Linked DNA regions of Mus musculus: regions 2, 3 and 4 are each linked to region 1. Evidence: chromatin contacts called from public HiChIP or PLAC-seq data. All regions are on one chromosome and are shown on one strand. Each heading gives the region's core, a stretch centred on a gene start, on an enhancer-like site or on the middle of the called end of the contact. The rest is flanking DNA. Distances are from core to core; before and after follow the strand shown. Region 1 overlaps Ilrun (inflammation and lipid regulator with UBA-like and NBR1-like domains). Region 2 overlaps Ppard (peroxisome proliferator activator receptor delta). Region 3 overlaps Ppard (peroxisome proliferator activator receptor delta). Region 4 overlaps Zfp523 (zinc finger protein 523).

Region 1 (3,056 bases), core at 241-2,740:
CTGGCACTTGCTAAGCCATCTTTATGGTCCGTGTGTGTGTGTGTGTGTGTGTGTGTGTGTGTGTATGTATGTACATGTGCGTGTGTCCTTGTTGATGTGTGCACACAGTGCCAGGGCTGTGGAGGCCAGTAGAGGGTATGTGGTTCTATGGTTGTGATTGTCTCATATATAATGTTTGTGTGCATGTATGTCTGTGCATCATATGCATGCAGTACTCTAGGAAGCCAGAAGAGGGTGTTGGAGTCTTTGGAACTGAAGTTACAGACTGAACTTGTGGGTGTGGGGAATTGAACCCAGGTTTCTTTGCAAGATCAGTAAATATTCTTCTATCCAGCCCTGTATGGAACTTTGGGTTTTGTTTTTTTGGTTTTTTTTATGTTTTTATTTATTTATTTTTTTTTTTTGAGACAGTCTTTATGTAGTACTGGCTAGTCTATAGCTTGCTGTGTAAACCAGGCTGTACTCAGATTCACAGACATCCTCCTGCCAGTCCCTCCCGAGTGCTGGGATTAAAGACCTGCACCCCTACGCCCTGCCTGTATGTAGCTTTTTAAAGTTACTTGTTTCATAACCACCGTGCAGTGGCCAATATCCACTGACTTCAGGTTGCACTTGCAGCTGAGGTGAGTGGCCTGCTCCGGGTTTGTTAGTGTAGTAGCTAGCGTTGGGTGTGTTGCACACTATAGAACTTACCTTTTTAAAGCTTGGAGACAAGCATACGGTTGGTTACTTCCTCTGTGGATGTTCTCTTATGTGGACATGTGTATGCCAGAGCTTGCTTTCATATCATCTCCAGAGATGGCATGGCCAGCCGGCACGTTCCTCAGGGGAAATGAAACTAAGCCACTTTGAGGCTGGTCCCTATGGGAAGCACAGTGTCCCAAGATCTCACAGGCAGGAATTCTTAGACACAACAGAAACATTTAATCAAAGAGATTGTAAAAGGTATATGATATTTCTTAGCAAAGCCCATAAATTCTGCCTTTATTATATTTCCTAATTTTTACAGCAATAACAGCTAAATTATAGGATAAATTGTGTATTCAGATACTTTTTGGCAACTTTAAAAAAATCAAACCTTTGTATTTTTTAAACCAAGAAACACCTCTTTGACAGTCTTAGGATCAAATCAGTTTGAAATTCTGCTTAGTTGCAGATTTATCTGCTCATACCATAACTCACTATCTGAGTTTCATGACAAACCAGAACCGTGTGTAAGGAGCGCTGTGTCTGGACATGCTTTGTGCGGTCATCCTGTGGTGTTTGGGGCAATCCACATTGTCTCCTCACAGTGGCTCAGAATTTCCAGAAACTGTAGTTACCATAGATACAGCGATTGTAAATCATTTCAGGAAATTAAATCCAGCGACCAAAACAAGGAGTTATTCTAAACCTGCTCTTTTGACCGAAACGTGAGTTGTTGGACCCCGAGGTGTGTGACGGAAGTGACTCAGCAGAGTGCAGCCTCAGGTTACATGCACAGTCTGCCTTTGTCCTCCTGAGTACACAGTGCAGTGCACATACACAGCACCGCCCTCAGACTTCGCCTCAGAGGTTTGCATTGCAATAAGTTCCTGTAACAATGTGGCTTCCATCTGCAAATTCATCTTAATACTTAGCAGCTTGAACCTGGACTGACTGAGGCAGATTACAGGGTCCTTCTGGGGACCCCTGCTTCCGGAGCACTTCCATCTTCACAGGAAGGAGGAGTGCCTTCCTGCCTTGGGCCTTGTTCTCCTCAGACTCGAGTGCTACCCGAGTGAAAGCAGACAGGAGGCCTGGCCAGAGCAGATCTGCTGCTAACTAATTGGATTTCCCTTTGCAGTGTGCCTTGGTGTGTGTGTCCGAGAGCAGAGGACGGCCACACTGGGGGTAGAGCATATGTTCCACAGCATAGGGGCTCCACAGGGCTAATCCTGCCAGGCTGTGGTCCTCCTTACAGTTGCACACTATGTCATTAGAATGAGTGTTTTATGCTTAGTGGCCTGGTGTTTTTCTTTTTTCTTTTCTTTTCTTTTTTTCTTTTGTGTGTGTGTGTGTGTGTGTGTTTCACTACTGGGGTTAAGACTATGGCTGTGTGTATACTCAACACTACCCCTGAGCTGTTCCCTCTGCCCAAGAAAAGCATTTTTTTTTAAAGATTTATTTATTATTATATATACATACACTGTTGCTGTCTCCAGACACACCAGAAGAGGTGTCAGATCTCATTATGGGTGGTTGTGAGCCACCATGTGGTTGCTGGGATTTGAACTCAGGACCTTTAGAAGAGCAGTCAGTGCTCTTACCTGCTGAGCCATCTTGCCAGCCCCGAAAAGCATTTTTTTTAACTCTGTAGATTTTTCTCTCTTTTCTTTTCCATCCCTGCCCTCTGCATTTACTGTGTGCATGTGTGTGACTACATAGTAGCCACAGCTCATGTGGCAGTCAAAGGAGTGCTTGTCAGGAGGCAGGCAGGCCTCTCCTTCTGTTAGTCAGGTTGTAGTGGCTAGCACATTGTCAGGCCTGGCACCAAATGCCTTTACCTAGTGAGCCATCTTACCAATCCCCTTCATATCCTCTCTGCTTTTGGGGGACTGGTGTCTCATATTGTAGCTCAGTCTAGTAACCTAGAACTTACTGTGTAGCCCAGGCTGGCCCCAAACTCCTGACAGTCCCCCTACCATAGCCTTTTGAGTACTGCGACTACAGACATCAACTCCCATGTCTGACTAGATGTTTCCTTTTGCTTTAGTTGATCTAAATTTCCCTGTACCTGAGAGCAGGCAGGGTCTCATGTGGCCCTGGTTAATAATCTTGAACTCGATATGTAACAGAGGCTGGCCTTTTAAAACTCCTGCTCCTTCTGTCTCTGCTTCTCGTGTATTGAGCTTACAGACATGCAGCACAATGCCCAGCTTGTAGTTTCAGTTCTTATGTTTTCTAATGTGTATGGGTATTTTGCCTGAATCTGTGTAGTAAAACACACACACACACACACACACACACACACACACACACACAGAGACACAGAGTGTGTTAGCTACAAAGTGGGTGCTTGGTATTGAACCAGGATC
Region 2 (3,056 bases), core at 275-2,774, 490 kb before region 1:
CTCAGCCTCTTTTCTTCCCTTGACTCACAGTCTCATTTCTGGAGTCCAGGCTGGCCTGTAACTCAGCCTCCTGGGAACTGGGACTATAGGCGTATAGTCACACGCCTGGTCATAGCATAGATTCTGAATGTTGACTAAAGGCCCGGATGTTCAAAGCTTGTGGTGCTAACGGGAGGCAGGACCTCCCGCTACCGTGGTCACTGGAGGTGAGCCTTAGAGAGGCACGTTGAACCCTGTCTCTTCTTTACAATGCATGACTCACCATAGACCCCAAAGTAGTAGGGTTGGCTGGCTGGGCTGGAACCTTCAGCATTGTCTTCCTGAATAAAGCCTTTCTGTTTAAGGCTGTCTGTATGAGGTATCCTGACACATCAATGGACCTAACACTCCTCTCACTCCTGCCTGCTGCTCTTAGGAGATACCTTTGTTCACCTGATACGCCTGCAGCTGGTCCCAGAATCCCTGCCAGGGGCCTGAGACACCTCCCAAGGGTCTTTGTTTACCGGGAGGAACAGGAGAAGAGGTGGCTTTTGCCAGGCCCCACCTACTAGCCAAGGGTCTTTTTGGATTGTTTGGGTCTGAGATGGTCTAATTAAGTAGCCTGGATTAGTTGTGAACTCACGGTGCTGCGCCTGCCTCTGCCTCCCAAATGCCACCATGCCTGGCTCGTTTCATTTTGTGCAAGGTCACTTGCTGGTCGTGCTTAGGACTGGGACCTGCAGCAGAGGGTGCACTGGCACTGCCTGTGTTCCAGAACTCTACTGGGTACTGCCCATCCCTTCCTTCATGCAAAGCTTCGAAATAACCCTTCAAGTCAGGCACTGTGCCCCTCTATAACAGGCGGGAGAACTGTGGTTGATGGGGTTAAAGATAGTGGTGAGGACGGCTTTCCTGATCTGGCTGCGCTGTGATAGCCAGGTTTCCGTTCACAGGCTAGTCTGCATTCATTTAATCCCAGGACTTAGGAGGCAGAGGCAGGTGGATCTTTGAGTTTGAGACCAGCCTGGTCTACAGAGTGAGTTCCAGGACAGCCAGGAATATATAGAGAGACTATCTCAAAAAACAAAACAAAACAAACAAAAAACAAAACAAAACAAAAAGGAGAGAAAGATAAAGACGTGACTGTCATCTAACTCAGGAGACTGGAGTACAGAGTGCTAACAGTTCAGAATGCATGTGGCTCTCTGTCTATAGGCGAAGGCTTCGAGAGAATGGCTGGGTCCTCTTTCCTCCTGGAAGAGGGGACCCCACCTCCATTATAGCTCTACACACACACACACACACACACACACACACACACACACCCCTCCCTTTATTGGGTCTGTCTATCTGGGAACCCCTGATCGGGGTGGCGGTGCGCACTCTCCTGCTGCCCACAGGCACAATCTTCCTGTCTCTAGAGCAGCTCAGCACTGATGGCGGAGGTCGGTCCTTAGACACTTGAACTCTGAGTAATCCTGGCCCTGGCACCCCACACGGCAATCAGTCTTGCCATCAGACTACAAGCTCAGCAAACACACACTATTGACTTATCCTCACGTCCTCACACGGTGGCGGAAGGCTGGAAGCACGCTGTCATCACAGCCATGAGGTGCACACAGCCTGCCTGGTTAGCCACGGTGCCACCAAAGCCTCACAGTTCTCACAGCAGGATAAGCTCTAAGAGCCCTGAGGCTGGGGAACTGGCTTCTCCTTTTTTGTTTTGTTTTTATTTTTGAGATAGGGTTTCTCTGTGTAGCCCTGGAACTTGCTCTGTAGACCAGGCTGGCCTCGAACTCAGGGAGGTATGCCTGTTTCTTGTGGGATTAAAGGCATGTGCCACCACACCCAGCTAACTGGATAGTTCCTTGACTGTTGTCCCATTTTGCCTGGACTTTGGGCTCCTCTGGGCTGGTGTTCAGCCCTGTCCACCACTGCCTGGCCCACTCTGGCATGGTGCCCAGCCCTGGACATTCACCAAGTGCTGCTGGGGAAAGAAGCACACAGAGAGAGGAGAGCCACTGGTCTACCTGGCTCCTGTGTGTGTGGGCTGCCATGGAGCGAGAGTGGACAGGGGAGGGGAGGGAGGGTTGTGAGTACCACCTCCTGAGTCAGTCCTGTGCCAGCAACGGCCCCAGGCCCTGTGCTTCCTTGTTGCTGTGTGAGACCTGCACTGCCGACCTCCTGGGGACACAAGGGTGGCAGGGAAGTTTAGTGTGGACCCACATGGAGGGGTTGGAGCCCTGCAGCCTTCCTACCGTCTCAGGGTTCCTTTGGGATCCCCAAAGGGACTCTGGGGCAAAAGCCCCAAACTCATGGGCACAGGGCAGGGGTTACTACTGAGAGCTGTGGAGGGCTCAGGTGAGGAGACTGAGACGGGGGGCCTGAGGCAGCTGTGAGGGTCCCTGTTTTGCTGTGGGTGGTCTCTGTGTCCTGATAGGATCTCACTATGTAGAACAGGCTGGCCTTGAGCTCAAGGGCTCTGTCTGCTTCTGCCTCCCAAGTGCTGGGATCAGAGAGAACGTCATCATGTCAGTTTATCCATTTCAACTTTGGGACAAAACAGAACAAGAGCTTTTAAGTTATGAAAGTCACACGTGGTTGCTGAGAAAGACGTACAGCGCAGGCTGTGTCTTATAACGGACACGCCTCACCCCTCAGGACTCTAAATCAACTCCTGTAGTCCTCTGGTTTGCACTGTCTAACATTTATTATACATACGGGTGTTGGGCTTTTTGTTCAAACAGGCTGGCCTGGAACCTGTGATTCTCCTGCTTCAGCTCCCAAGTGCTTGGATGACAGGCGTGAGCCACCATGCTTGGCTCTACCCTATTCTTTTAGATTTATTTATTATTATATCTAAGTACACTAGCTGTCTTCCGATGCACCAGAAGAGGGCGTCAGATCTCAATATGGATGGTTGTGAGCCACCATGTGGTTGCTGGGATTTGAACTCAGGACCTTCGGAAGAGCAGTCGGTGCTCTTAACCACTGAGCCATCTCTCCAGCCCCCTCTACCCTATTCGTTTTTTTTATTATTATTACATATTTTCTTCAATTACATTTCCAATGCTATC
Region 3 (3,056 bases), core at 322-2,821, 450 kb before region 1:
ATGTATAGGTGTGCTGGGCTGCGGTGGCGCACGCCTTTAATCCCAGCACTTGGGAGGCAGAGGCAGGCGGATTTCTGAGTTCGAGGACAGCCTGGTCTACAGAGTGAGTTCTAGGACAGGACATTTAAGCCAAGGGTTCACTGTGCCTTTCCCTGTTTAAGCTCAGTGGACATGACAGAAAAACCCTGTCTCGAAAAACAAACAAACAAACAAACAAAAAAAACCAAACAAACAAACAAAAAAGTATAGGTGTGTTGTTCCTGTGGGGGCTGGGGGGGGGGGTGCAGAGAGAGACAGAGAAAGCAGGACGATATCAATGAGACATCCCAAAGAATATCCACTGACACATTAAGCCGTGGTGATTTCTGAGCAGGTTCTAGGTAATTTGATTTTTTTTTTTCCTTTACATTTCTTAGTGTTTCCCACCGAGGGAATGAGGTTGCTTTAGGAGGGAGTCAGGTCTCTTTCTGAGATGCCTGTGGCTGTGGGAGGAGCCGCTAACAGCAAGGCAGTCTACACACTAATCAGTCTACACACTAATCAGCAAGGGGGCTTCTAGTTCTGTGGGCCAAAATTCCTGGAAAGTCCGCCCACCATGCCCTGTGTGGGACTCACCTGTCGGGCACCACCTGGCACAGCTGTAGGGTTGTCAGCCTGCACATCTGCCTGCAGTGCACAGCAGTGTAGTGTGAGGCTCCCACCCCCAGCACTGCAGAAGGGGAACTCCGCAGGGAAGTTCCAGGCCTGATGCCTGAGGGCAACGAGCAGATCCCGGGGGCACAACCTATTTTGGAAGGATCTTGGCTGCCAACATGGATTGGGAACTGGCACAGTTCCCACTTTAGAGGGTGAGAGGGGACACTGGCAACATAGGAGGCAGACATCAGAGAGGGACTCCATATGGTAACAGTGTGGTGATAGTAGGCTCTGGGTCCAACCCCAGCTCTCCATCGCTCGATCATGGATGGCCATATACCCTATGCCACTCTTCTCATCGAGAGGTAGAGCCTGTCTCTAGATGGCTGAGCCTTGGACTCCCACATGGCGCCCGGCTGTCAGGGGGGCCACCTGAAAGAGCAGAAGTCATGCAGAGGGACAACTTGTCAGCTGGGCACGTTCAGGGTTCAGAACCAGTAGCCAGGCCCGGGCACACCTCAGAGTCAGGAGACAGGATAATGGCAGCAGGCAGTGCTCAGCCAGAGCTGTATGAGGCCAGCTTCGCCTTGACAAGTCAGAGTCTTGGCTTTCTTATCCTTACGCAGGGAATGCTAACTTGGACGGGCAGCATCTGAGACTCAACAGGCTGGTTTTGGAGCTGAGGAAGCTTCATTCTCTGAAGTACAGGAACTATTAACACTTCCTGCAACTGGGGAGGGACCTTCGAACAAACAGCCCCTGTTCCCAGTGACTCACCACACAGGTCGGCCACACCAGCGTCTCAACAGACAGCCTCTTCCCCACTAGTGCTGTCTTTGTTGGAGGGACCTTTAAAAGCCAGCCTCCCCCACCTCCCTCCAGCATCCAGAGAAGGACCAGGACCTCCTCACCCACAACTTCCCCATCTTTCCATGGTGCTTGCAGACATGGCCTTCAAAACCAGGCAGACACCAGCACTGTCAGCAACCTAACGGCTGGTGGCCAGGCTGGGAGGTGGCCCAGTGGGTACAGCGCCTGCCTTGGAACGTACGAGGCCCGGGGCTGGATCCCAGCACTTGATGGTGGTGCGGGTCTCTTCTCAGACAGCAGAGGCAGGAAAATGAGGGGTTCATTGCCATCCTCAGCTATATTGAGTTTGGGGCCAGCCTGGAATACATGAAACCTGCCTCAAAAATAAAGGGTGAAGGGGGCAGGTTTGAGATGGCTCAATGGGTAAAGAGGCCCGTGACCAAGTGTGACAAACTGAATGTGAATTTCATCCCTGGGACCACCCACATAGAAGGAGAAAACTGACTCCCACAGTTGTCCTTTGACCACCACATAAGGTGCTGTGGAATGTTTATGAGTGTGCACAAATACATACAAATAAATAAATACAATTTAAAATTCTAAGGAGTAATGCCGGGCGTGGTGGCGCACGCCTTTAATCTCAGCACTCGGGAGGCAGAGGAAGGTGGATTTCTGAGTTCGAGGCCAGCCTGGTCTACAGAGTGAGTTCCAGGACAGCCAGGGCTATAGAGAAACCCTGTCTCGAAAAAAAAAAAAAAATTCTAAGGAGTAGACATCAGGGTTAGAGAGATGGCTTTATGGTGAAGAACATGAGCTGCCCTTCAGACGACCGACCGGGGTTTGGTTCCCAGCAGGCACACGGTGGTTTGCAAATGTCTGTAACTCCACTTTCAGGGGATCCTCCTGCTTCAGCCCTCCGTGGATACCAGGCATGCAGGAGCTGTACAGACAGACATACATGCAAGCAAAACATTCATGCACATAAAATAATTTTTAAGTAGAGATCCTCTGACATCCACAGATAAAGCAGGGACAGCGTACCCACAGAGGATGAGGGCATTGCGGAGAAGCAATGAAGAGATGCTGTCTGGTCAGCAAGGAGAGCTGAGACATTCTCAGTGAAATGCAGGTGGTCCAGGGAGCACAGCAGCCACCAGGGCAGGGAGCATGGAAGCAGTCAGCCACCCCAAAAGCACCGAGGTCAGAGGAGGGCTTCACAGGGGCATGCGCTTTAACCCAACACTAGGGAGGCAGAGGCAGGGATCACTATGAGTCTGAGGCTAGCCTGGGCTACACAGTAAGTTCTGATCAGGAAGGGCTACAGAGCGAGACCTTGTCCCCAATATAAATAAATAAGAAAAGTTTTTTAAAAGGAAGTTTAGGGTTGGAGAGATGGCTCAGCGGAGAAGGGCACTTGTTTCTCTTGCAGAGGACCCAGGTTTAGTTTCCAGCATCAACATGGTGCCTTATAGCCATGACTTCAGTCCCGGGGGTCCAGTCCATGGGCACCAGGAACACATGTGGTGCACGTGCATACATGTAGGCACATCCACATACCTACAACAGACATAAATCTGTAGGAAATGCCGACACACGCCACACACGGCACA
Region 4 (3,056 bases), core at 284-2,783, 390 kb before region 1:
CCCACGGGCCCACCTTTGGGTGTGTGGTGTATGTAGGCCATGCTGCCGTCTTCCAGCTGCACGGGCTGACCATCTTCAAAGGAGAAAGACTCTGCAAGGAGAGCAATGCCAGTCCTCCTCTGGAGCTTGTGGCCATGGAGGGCACTTGGGGCTGCCAGACCTCCCTCCACATGGGTGTCTGGGGCGCCTCACCTTTCTGTATCGTCACCTGGTGAATGTACGCAGTGGTCCCGTCCTCCAGCTGGATCACTTGCCCTTCAAGCAGCTTCTCCCCTGGGGACGTAGAAGCAGAGAAGTGGACCAGGCTGGCAGAGGCCCACCACGTGCTTGCCCGCTGTGGCAGATGCCTATTTGAGTCTCTGCATCCTTGCCTATGGTCCAAGCATGGGAACATCCACCACGTTCCCTTCGCCACCTCTTAAGCCTCAGTCTGGAGGCCCTGAGGAGAAACATCCTGCCATGAAGTAACTTTATCTGCCACTCTGCAAGAAGCAATTTCCTTTCTTACTACCCAGGCCTGTGAAGACGGGAACTTCTGATCTAACGGTGAGCTGCCCAGACTGAGCTAAATGGAGAACAAAGAATATCCTGAAACCAGGGAGGATTCCCAAATGCCAAGAAATTCAGATACACAGCCAACTAACAGTTAAAACAGATTTCCTCATTCCCCCTGTAACAGTGTGCCAAAATCTGGGGCCTCCACTGTGACATGCTGTGGTAGGGGTGATAGCCACAATGTACTCTGGGGCCAGGACTGACCTCCCGAGTGTGTAAGCCTGCGCCCATACTCAGCTTGAGTCTCGGCTGCATGCTCCTTTGAATAGTTGTCTCTTCCTAATGCAGTGGCTGTGGACTTGAGTGAGCTCACAGAGAGCAGGCAGGAACACACTCAGCCCTCCATAGGCTGCAGCCTTCACGCTGGTGAGCCCCACAGGCAGAGTAAAAGCAATGGGAGCCAGATTGGTGGTGTTCATCTACAATCCCAGCACTTGGGAAGTGGTGGAGGAGGCACAGGAGGTCAAGGCCAGCCTCTGCTACAGTTTGAACTTGAAACTAGCCTGGGCTACAAGAGATCCTTCTTGAAAAACAGCAACAAAAAACAAACGAAAGAAATGGAAGTGAAGGGATAGAGAGGTGTGGATTCATGTGCCTGTGCGTGTACATGTGTGTGTATATGTGTGTGGCGTTTGTGTGCACATTGAGTGTGCACGTGTGTGCACGTGTGTGCACATGAGCATGTGCATAGGCCAGAGGTCAACCTTGGGTGATGTTCCTCAATAAGCCTTCCCTTGCCTTTGAGACAGCATCTCTCATTGGCTGGCCAGGAGCTCCCAGGTTCCATAGGCTGGCGGGCCAGAGAGTCCCCAGGGATCCTCCTGGCTGGGGGATTAGAAGCACGTGCCACTTCACCCAGCTTTTGATGTGGGTGCTGAAGGTTGAACTCGGGCCCTCACACTTTCATGCTCCATGAGTGAGCTATCTGCCTAGGCTGAGTGTGGCTACTGTGGGGGTGGGGTCTATGACTCACCTTACTGTCATGTGAGCATGTTTCCTTACTTGATCTATGCAACCTCAAGCCCCACTCCCACCCCACCCACCAAAGCTTTCCTTGAGACAGGATCTTGCTCTGTAGTCCATGCTGGCCTGGAGTTTGCTAACCAGACAAATGAAGACTTCAAAGTCATTGTAAGCTCCTGTTTCTGCCTTCTACATGCTGAGGTTACAGGAGTGTGCATCCTGCCAGGCTTTTTCTTCCTTTCCAGGGCTGGGACTGAACCTTTAGCCTTTGCATGTCAGGTAAGGGCTTCAGCCAGGAACGTGTATCCCTAAACCTTGATTATTTTATGCAGGGTCTTGATATGTGGCTCAGGCTGGCCTCATATTGCAATCCTCCTGCCTACGTCTCTTGTGCTTTGGGGGGACCACAGGTATAGGCCACTGTGTCCTGGACTCTTTTCTCTTCTCTTAGATGGGGGTCTCAAGTTGCCCAGGTTGGCTTTATCCTCACTATAGAGCTGAGGATAGCCCTGAATTCCTCCTGTCTTCCTGCCTTCACACCTAAGTGTGAATGAGCCACCACACCTGAGTGGGCTCTTGGGATCAGACTCAAGGGCTCCCTGCTCAGGCTGTTCTCTTGGGAGAGAATGGGAGTGAGGACAGAAAGAAAGACAGGGAGACTGACAAGTCAATGCAGGAGATGTGTTCACTCTTTCTTCAGCTCAGGAACTGAGCCCTGCAATAAGGAGAAACGTCAGCTGGCCTCTTCTGACTCAACTATCTGCTGACATTGTCCCATCAGGGGAATCCCCAAACTCACCCCTAGAGGGATTCTCCATGGGTTCTGGTGCTCTGCACAGTTGTGACTCCTCAGCTCCATAGTTATGCATAACCTTGAATGGCAAATGCCCTTTTGCTTTAGAAAGTTCTAGAAACTATAGGAGGTGGGTTTAGCTGGAAGAAGTTGGTCCTTGGAGGTCATGTGGGGTGTGTGTGTGTGTGTGTTTCCCCTTGGCCCGTTTCTGCTTCATTTCCTCCTTCCTGTCAGCCGTGAGGTGAACAGCTCTCTCCTACAGCCCAGAGGCTCCCGTCTACAGTGATGTTCTGCTCAAGTACATGGGGCCAAATGACTAGGACTGAACACCTTAAAGACATGAGCCAAAGTAAACCCTCTCTCTTTCACATCGGTCACGTAAGGTATTTATGTTGTCCCAGCAAGGCAAAGGAACTGGTGCCAGAGAAGAGGGATGTGGCTGTGACCTGGCAGTGTGGATCTTAGGTCTTGGGAACTTTCTGTGGAAGGACTTTGGAAAAGTATGGAGCAGCAAGCCAGAGAAGGCTTAAGCTGCTGTAAGCGGAACTTAATAAGCAGTTTCCTGTGTGAGTTCAAAAGACCAGGATGCCAAGTGCAAGTGGGCAGTTGAGATTAGGCTCCTGCACCTTCAGAGGGGACAGGACTCCAGTGGGGACAGACCAGAGGACCACGAATGGTACATTCTAGCAAAGAATATCATGCATGTCCTAAGATTTTGAGTAAGGCTGAGTTTAAAAGTAAAAGT

What was found. HiChIP or PLAC-seq counts read pairs in DNA pulled down with a chosen protein or histone mark.
Region 2: a FOXA1 HiChIP or PLAC-seq map of pancreatic cancer cells shows a contact between it and region 1. The contact joins two enhancer-like sites. A contact is called at or near these places in 2 of 115 datasets of contacts at active chromatin or transcription factors (embryonic stem cells and pancreatic cancer cells).
Region 3: a contact with region 1 is called in an HNF4G HiChIP or PLAC-seq map of pancreatic cancer cells. The contact joins two enhancer-like sites.
Region 4: a contact with region 1 is called in a FOXA1 HiChIP or PLAC-seq map of pancreatic cancer cells. The contact joins two enhancer-like sites. A contact is called at or near these places in 3 of 115 datasets of contacts at active chromatin or transcription factors (embryonic stem cells and pancreatic cancer cells).

What each region holds. Positions count from the first base shown.
Region 1 is chr17:27,798,640-27,801,695 of GRCm38.p6, reverse strand. The region is part of intron 1 of Ilrun (inflammation and lipid regulator with UBA-like and NBR1-like domains); the gene reads left to right. Among named protein-coding and RNA genes, the nearest start is that of Ilrun, 20 kb to the left of the region's middle. Within about 2 kb of position 1,490, at least 231 of the 459 cell types and tissues checked have an H3K27ac peak or open chromatin away from gene starts, as enhancers often do. A contact at or near this core is called in pancreatic cancer cells, where this site is marked.
Region 2 is chr17:28,289,344-28,292,399 of GRCm38.p6, reverse strand. The region is part of intron 3 of Ppard (peroxisome proliferator activator receptor delta); the gene reads right to left. Among named protein-coding and RNA genes, the nearest start is that of 1810013A23Rik, 19 kb to the right of the region's middle. Within about 2 kb of position 1,524, at least 51 of the 459 cell types and tissues checked have an H3K27ac peak or open chromatin away from gene starts, as enhancers often do. A contact at or near this core is called in pancreatic cancer cells, where this site is marked.
Region 3 is chr17:28,250,181-28,253,236 of GRCm38.p6, reverse strand. All of the region lies in intron 2 of Ppard (peroxisome proliferator activator receptor delta), which reads right to left. Among named protein-coding and RNA genes, the nearest start is that of Ppard, 19 kb to the right of the region's middle. Within about 2 kb of position 1,571, at least 35 of the 459 cell types and tissues checked have an H3K27ac peak or open chromatin away from gene starts, as enhancers often do. A contact at or near this core is called in pancreatic cancer cells, where this site is marked.
Region 4 is chr17:28,192,183-28,195,238 of GRCm38.p6, reverse strand. Zfp523 (zinc finger protein 523) reads right to left here. Exons shown (of 14, transcript NM_001357995.1): 3 at 193-273; 4 at 14-91. Among named protein-coding and RNA genes, the nearest start is that of Def6, 14 kb to the left of the region's middle. Within about 2 kb of position 1,533, at least 42 of the 459 cell types and tissues checked have an H3K27ac peak or open chromatin away from gene starts, as enhancers often do. A contact at or near this core is called in pancreatic cancer cells, where this site is marked.